Linked DNA regions of Capra hircus: region 2 is linked to region 1. Evidence: chromatin contacts called from public Hi-C data. All regions are on one chromosome and are shown on one strand. Each heading gives the region's core, a stretch centred on a gene start, on an enhancer-like site or on the middle of the called end of the contact. The rest is flanking DNA. Distances are from core to core; before and after follow the strand shown. Region 1 holds the start of UBALD2 (UBA-like domain-containing protein 2). Region 2 overlaps RNF157 (RING finger protein 157).

The links. A called contact is a pair of places that touch in the nucleus more often than the background predicts.
Region 2: a contact with region 1 is called in a Hi-C map of blood, with 2.1 times the contacts expected there. The contact joins the enhancer-like site here to the promoter of UBALD2 in region 1. A contact is called at or near these places in 3 of 5 Hi-C or Micro-C datasets (all in blood).

Annotation. Positions count from the first base shown.
Region 1 is chr19:54,668,425-54,672,231 of ARS1.2, reverse strand. It overlaps UBALD2 (UBA-like domain-containing protein 2), which reads left to right and starts at 1,732. Exons shown (of 3, transcript XM_018063755.1): 1 at 1,732-2,166; 2 at 2,528-2,590. The coding sequence starts at 2,047.
Region 2 is chr19:54,728,590-54,732,460 of ARS1.2, reverse strand. The region is part of intron 2 of RNF157 (RING finger protein 157); the gene reads right to left. Among named protein-coding and RNA genes, the nearest start is that of FOXJ1, 37 kb to the left of the region's middle. Within about 2 kb of position 2,415, at least 1 of the 5 cell types and tissues checked has an H3K27ac peak or open chromatin away from gene starts, as enhancers often do.

The DNA of each region.
Region 1 (3,807 bases), core at 483-2,982:
TACAGTCCATGGGGTCACAAAGAGTCTGACACAACTTAGCTACTGAACAAAACAAAACAAAAGGGCTCCTGGAACTTCCCTGGTGGTCCAGTGGTTAAGACTCTGCGTTTCCACTGCAAGGGGCACAGGTTTGATCCCTGGTTGGGGAACTAAGGTCCCACATGCTGCAAGGCATAGTCAAAACAAACAAACAGTCATAAGGGTTCCTGCAGCCTGAAATGCCTCTGCCCAGTTCCATCCTACTACTCATGGCCCTGGCATGCTGGACACCTGTATGTACTTGTGAAAACTGGAGCCGCACAGTGACAGTACTTCCTTGTTCTGAGGCTGCTTGTGGCCCAGGCTCCCTGGCAAATGGCAACTGCTGGCTGCTCACTTTTGTTTTCACCTTGCAATTACTGGAAGGGAAGGGCTGCAAGCTGTACTTGACTCTTCAGCCACACTCCAGGTCTCAGCCCGTGCAAACTTGGAGGTAGCTAAGGGCAACAGAAATGGGCCTGGGCAGGCAAAAAGCTGACTCCTGCTCCTTCAAAACAAACAAACAAACAAAGGGACTAACTAAATGGGACAAACTCATGATAGTGCCCGAAGCTGTTTTTCATCAGTACATAAACATTGGGTGTAACTTTTTCTTTATTTATATTCTTTTTTTTTTTTTTTAATATGGTTAGGTTTTCTTAGATGGAGAGTTAAATCCACTTCAGGCAAAGTCAAAATAGAATCATGGCTTCCTTTCTTTTAGCCTCCTGTTCTGAAGGCTCTTAATTAATTATAATGTTCTCTTTGATTGGTATTTTAGATCCAGAACTTACAAAGTTTTTGAGAAACAGAAATTCTCACAGTGAATTCTTAGCAATGTTTATTTACCTTTCTAAACTCTCTGGCCTGTCTTCAATCTGCTTAAACTCCTAGTTCTTTCCCCATCCTGACAATGCCCAAACACAAAACTTGAAGGTTACATCTAATTCAGAAGATGGAAGCTCAGTGTATATAAATAAACTTTGTTTTTAAATATCTAGAGTTGAGAGCCAGTACCTGTACAGAAACAAATTAAAGTTTTAGTTAGGTCAATTAATTTATGGAAAAACTTTTTTTTTTGTTTGTTTTCAATATTGGTGTCTGAGAAAGTCTCATTTTCTCCTTTCCATTATATTTAATGTACATTAACATTAGTTTACATCTTCAGAAAGCCAAGGTTTTGGCCTAAAAACGTAGGGAAAGGCTGTTGGGCTTTTGGGGTGTGTTGGACTGGAAGGAGGCATGAAGAGATTACATTACACTTCAATAAAAAGCCAAAAAAAAAAAAAAGTGTAGCGGCTTGAAAGTTTAAAAAAATAAACAATTTTGAGAGTTGAGCAGCTTCAAAGACTCTGTTTCCTATTTTGATCACTGTGTTTCTCGAGATGACCACATCTTTCAGAGGAAGTGAGTCAAAGCCACTCTGTCTTGCTTTTCCAGCTGAGCATGTTCAGTTTCAATGAAGTAATGAATGAACTTGGCCGCACCACCCCCCAAGACTACAACAGCAAATAGAGGAGCCTCAGCCAATCAGCTGGCACTCAAGGTTTTCAAGTTGAGTTCAAACAGACTCACGGGAGACCAATCAGATGGCGCGGCTCCGCCCCAAACGCCGGGTCGGGGCCAATCAGGAGCCCAGACGAGCCAAAACACAGCGTCTGGCCAATGCCCGGGAGCCCCACAGCGCCGACGTCCGCCAATGGGCGCGGCCAGGCAAAAAGAGAAACAGTGCGGGCCCGCAGGCCGCAGGATTCGAATCGAACGTCCGCACGGGAACCGGGCCCCGGCCGAGCGGAGCGGGCCAATCAGCGGCGGCGGCTCTCGGCCCCCGAACGTTGGGACACGCGGCCCCGCCCCGCGCTGTTGTTTGTGGTGTCGGCCGGCAGCGCGAGTCGGACAACAACACTCGCCAGGCGGGCGGCGCGGCGGCCGAGGGTCCGGAGGCCGCGGGCGGCGGCGGCGAGCGCGAGCGGAGGGCAGCCGGCCTCCCGCGGCCGCCGAGCCCGGGAGTGCGCGCCGGCCGGAGCCATGTCGGTGAACATGGATGAGCTGCGGCACCAGGTCATGATCAACCAGTTCGTGCTGGCCGCGGGCTGCGCGGCCGACCAGGCGAAGCAGCTGCTGCAGGCGGCCCACTGGCAGTTCGAGGTGCGTGTGGGCCGAGAGCCAGCGCTCCCGGGCAGTCCCGCTCGCTGGCCGCCGGCGCTGGGGCCGGGGTGCAGGCCGGGGCGCCCGGCCGCGCGCCGCGGAGGGAGAGGGGGCAGGGAAGCTCTATGTATATCGCCCGGTCCGGCGATCGGCGCCCGCGTGGGGCGTGGGGCCCTGCCGCCTGGGACCCTCGCGGGGCCTGGGGGACGCCCCCTCCGAGCGACGCGTGTCTGCGGGCCAAAGGGTCGGACCCGGAGGCCCGGGAGCGCAGCGCCACGGACACCGCGGAGGGTCCCGGCCGGTGGGGCGGGTGGGCTTCGACCCTCGTTAACCGCCACCATGCCGCTGTGTTTGTCCGCAGACCGCCCTGAGCACGTTTTTCCAAGAAACCAACATTCCCAACGGCCACCACCACCACCAGATGGTAAGTGTGGCCGGGCGCGGCGGGCGGGAGGGCCGGCCTCGCCGCTACGGCGGCGCACCCGGGGCGGCCGGGGGCGCAGCGCACCGGAGCGGCCGAGCGCGCGGGCCGGGGGCCGCTGTCAGGCGCCGGCGGTGACAGCCATGTTGCCGGGGAGCGCCGCGCCGCGTTGTAAACAAAGAGCCAAAATGTCTTCCAGGAAAGAGCGGCTCCCGGGGCCGGCCGGCTCGCCCAACTTTGCGGTCAGGTCTCCGGGGCCACTATGGCTCGACCTGAGGCCTTGTGCCCCGGCGATCTTCCTAGGCCAGGGGCTAGGAGGGTGGCTGGAGGAGTAGCCAGGAGGCAGGTAGGGGGAGGGGGCTCGGAGGATAACTAGATATCCCGGGAGGGGGAAACGGAGGGCGGGAGCGAAGGGCCCCCCCTCACCGCACGGGGACTGGGACCTGGGGGTGTCTGTTTATGGAGCACCATTTCTTGCTCTTGAGTGGCAGCAACCCCCCCTTCTTCCAAACAGCCCAGCTCTACGGGGAACAGGAAAGGGACAAGTCCATTCTGGCCTGGGAGCTGGGCTCTTCCCAGGTAGTTAGGTCCACTCTTTCCTGTTCATGGGAAAAGACCTAACCCTGAGCCGCCTGGAAGACTTACAGGTTTTTGACTAGATAAGCCAAGAATGCGTTTAATCTCTATAGGTGAAGGCGTATAAAGCACAGGAAACAGAAGTGGTTCAGGCCTGGATTTTCTTTCTTCTCTTTTCCAAGTTGGCCCCAGGCCTGGGCCTTTGCCCTCCTGGCCATAAGGCATCCTGCTCTCCATTGGGCACAGGACATCCCTTCACTTTAGAGGTTTGACTGCCTCCTCCTCCCCCTCTAGTTACCAGTTTGCCCTGCTGGGGAGGAGGCCCCCCCGCCCCCCCATAGGGATCGTAAAATACACTCCGGATCTATTGCGGCTTCTGAAGTGTATTTTTTGCCATTTCTCATGCTCAGTGTACTTGCCCACAGCTCCCTTCTCAGAGTGGCCGTTTGCCTGGAGAAGCTGCCATGAGTTCCTCTGCTGTGTCTTGTTCTTGATGCCATGTATTCATCTAGTTACAAAGGACAAGTGGCGGTGGGGGGTCTGTTTTGACCCCTTTAACCAGCTTTTCTCTTGGAATGGCTTGTTGTGTATGAATCAAAAAACAAAACTGCATTGGAGTATGATGAGAATTATGCTGGCCGCAG
Region 2 (3,871 bases), core at 1,166-3,665, 60 kb before region 1:
GAACAAAACAGCATAAAATAAAAGCCTATAGCATATGTCTGATAGTTTCCATTTCTAAATTGTTAATATTAAGATCTGTAATTTGTAGCTAATTTAACAAGGCACCATCTGCTTCATTTTGTCTTGCTAAGCCTCTAGAAGTTTTGAGAGCTCTGATTATTCTTCAGTCACTCCTTAATAACAGTGATTAGCCAAGGCTATGTAAATCAACTGAACTACTTTCTCTGGTTTATATATTAGATATATTATATTGAAGCCTGCTGCTGCTGCTGCTGCTGCTGCTAGGTCGCTTTAGTCGTGTCCGACTCTGTGTGACCCCATAGACGGCAGCCCACCAGGCTTCACCGTCCCTGGGATTCTCCAGGCAAGAATACTGGAGTGGGTTGCCATTTCCTTCTCCAATACATGAAAGTGAAAAGTGAAAGTGAAGTCTCTCAGTCGTGTCCGACTCTTAGCAACCCCATGGACTGCAGCCCACCAGGCTCCTCCGTCCATGGGCTTTTCCAGGCAAGAGTACTGGAGTGGGGTGCCATTGCCTTCTCTGATATTGAGGCCTAAGGTCACTTAAAGTCTGTCCATAATGAAATGTAGAGCTAGAAGTATAAATCTTATATCCTAGATGGTAAATCTCAGGACAAATATTTATAATATATATATAATTTATATATATTATATAATTTATATTATTTATATATACACATTATATAACTTATAATATATCAAGTCCAGAGTCCAGCCTCAAGGCTGATTCACATCACAGGATTCTCTCTCATCCTGTGTTCCATCCTTAACCTTTCTTTGACCTCCTATCTGAGATCTCTGTGTCTCTCCATCTGTTACCTGTCACCTCTCATTCATCCTTGTAAATTTCCACTCGTTGAACCGCATTCTTCAGCCCTTCCAATTTTCCTTCCCATTTTCTCAGCAACCACTTCTCTCTGTCTCTTATGCTTTTTACTGATTTCCTGCATGCTATTAAGACCCTGGGCTTCTGATCATCTTTCTGGGCTTGTCAGAGGTGATTCCAGTTCATCAAGTAAAAGAGGGTGTCCTAGCATTAACCATAAGCTTTCTGAGACTAAAAATAGCCAAGTTCCGTGTTTAAACATAGTGCAAGGCAAAAATGGTGCAACAGCTAATAATTTTCCAAGAAGCAATACCCAGCCATAAATCTTAGCATGGTTAGTCTGGCTCCTAGGTTTATAATTCTCAGCCTAGTCAATTAATACAAAGATTCTTTAAGCACTAGTTAATAATCTTCCAAGAAAGCAGAGCCCGAGGATTAAGTGGGAAGTCAAAAGTTCAGCAAGAGGATTTAGTAACTAGCTTCTAAACAAATAAATTATGGAAAAGGAAAGATTTATAGTGGGTAAGCCAGACAGACACCCACCTTGACTAAGTGATCAAGGTTGCCATCACTGGGAGGCACATGAACTATTATGTGCCTCTGATTTGATGTAATAAGAAGGGCACTTACCTCTGTGGTGTTCTTCCTCCAAAACCATAATTCTAATCTAATCACAAGAAAACCTCAGAAAACCCAAACTGATGGGAGATCTACAAAATATCTAACTATACATCTCAAAATTGTCACAGTTGTGAAAAACAAGGAAAAACAGAAACTGTAAAGATTGGACGAGATAAAGGAGACATAACAACCAAAGGTAATCTGGAACTTAAAAAAAAGACATTAATGGAAACACTGGTGTAGCCCTAATAAAATCTGTAGCTTTGAAAAACAGTAATGTTCGTATGCTAATTTTTAGTTTGGATAAATGCTTCATGGTTGTAGAAGACATTAACATCAGAAAAAGTGGGGTGAAGGGTATACCAGAATTTCCTACTACCTTTGCAGTTCTTCTGTTAAGGATAAAATTATTATTATTATTATTATTATTTGGGCTGTGCAGAGGGGCATGTGGGATCTTAGTCCCCCAACCAGGGACTGAACCTATATCTTCTACAGTGGAAGTGCAAAGTCTTAACCACTGGACTGCCAGAGAAGTCCTTTTCCTTTTGGTATAAAATTATTTAAAAAAAAAAAAGGAAGGGAGGAAGTTAAGCAAGAGAAAGGATGGGAAGGAATGGAAAGCAGAGGATCTTACAATAGAAGGTGGGCCTGTCTGGGCTCTTGTACTAGCGGCTGCACAATTCTACACAAACCGCTGTACCCTAAGTCTCCACGTGCTCACCAGTAAAATATGCCTGATAACAGCTGCCTTACAATTTGAGAGAGTAAAGGTAATATTAATCAAGGTCCAGCCAGGAAAACAAACCACACCAAGCATTTTAACAGAGAATTTAATAGAAGGAACTGGTTAAACGGGCACTGGAGAACCCAAACACAAAAAAGGGACACTGAGCTGACACAGTCACCTCGGGGAGGCCGCCACCGTCCCCAGTGCTGAGGGGACCGGGGGGCGAGGTCGGGGCTATCAGATCTTAGAGGCTCCCAGAAGCTGGCACCTCTGGGTACCACGCTTCCTCCTCCTCCGGGCCTGCAGACTCGTTAGCATCCCCTCTTGGCAGAGCCTGGAAGTGGAGAAACCTGGGAGAAGACTTCCCCAACATTACCCCTGCTCACCTTAGAGGGTGCTTTGGGGCTGGGAGAAAACAGCTGGACTGTTAACGGCGAAATAACTGTGTTGACTGTAAATGGCACCCACTGGTACTTATTACTACCATCACTTCTATTAAGTGCCTGGGCTAACTTTTTTTTTGGCTGTACCACATGGCTGTGGGATCTCAGTTCCTCACCAGGGGAGGAAGCCCCTGCTCCCTGCGGTAGAAGCTCAGAGTCTTAACCACTGGACCGACAGGGAAGTCATCTCCCTCTCATTCTTTAAGAAACCATTTAACAGTCTGGGTTAGCAGAGGACATGCACCTTTGGTATTAAAAGCATTTACATTTTTAATAAATGGAAACTATGGGACTACATTCTATTCTATAATTATAGCAACCTTTACCGCAAAGTCCGCTTTGTCAGAGCTGTCTTCTAAAGATAAAGCACACGTCTGATTCATTTCTGTAATAATCAGAGCTACTATTTTAGTTGAGTGAAATAAGTGTGCCATTCAGGGATGCTATCTACATATAACCACATTATTTGACCCAGAAGTCTTTTCTATAGACTTCTGTAAAAAAAAAAAAAAAAAACCACTTTTCTTACAATATAAGGTCATTTTGCATCTCTTTAAAAGCTGAAAAAAATTAACCAAATTTTTCTTTGAAATGCAACACAGATACCTATAGTTTCCCGTAAGCTGGGGTGGACCCTGACAACAGGAAATAAGAGGTAAGAGTGTGTACTGAGTTTCAGTATGTTTCAAAGAAATTTCGAGGAAATTCCTGCAACACAGAAGCTTTAGTTTCACTGTTGAAAACCGCAGCAGTTCTCTGTGCCCTGGTTTGTTGAGAGACACAGCCTTAAACAACAAACCAAAAGTTCATGCGTTTAGCACCACTTTCCAAGTCAGCAAAACTTATGTCACAAAGTAAAGTTTCTCAGAACTTCTGGAAGCTCAGTCTTCACTTCATTTATCACTTCCCCTTTTGTGTATATGTGTCTGAGCTTCCTGCGAGATGATAAACTGGAGGGCAAAGTCTACGCTAGAGACATTTTCGTATCACCCAGGGTGATTAGACCAGCACACATAAATGATTAAAATGGGTATCTGTAGAATGAAGATATGAATAAAGTCTTCAGAGAAGCACAGTGTGTGCCCATGGGGACCACCTGGATTTTGAATATTTGCCCTAAACAGCAGGTTGGCACAATTAATACTCACAAAATACCTAAGAAACAGGCTGCCGTGTGTTTTTTATTTTATTTACTCTTAATTGAAGCATAGTTGATTTACGACGTTGTGC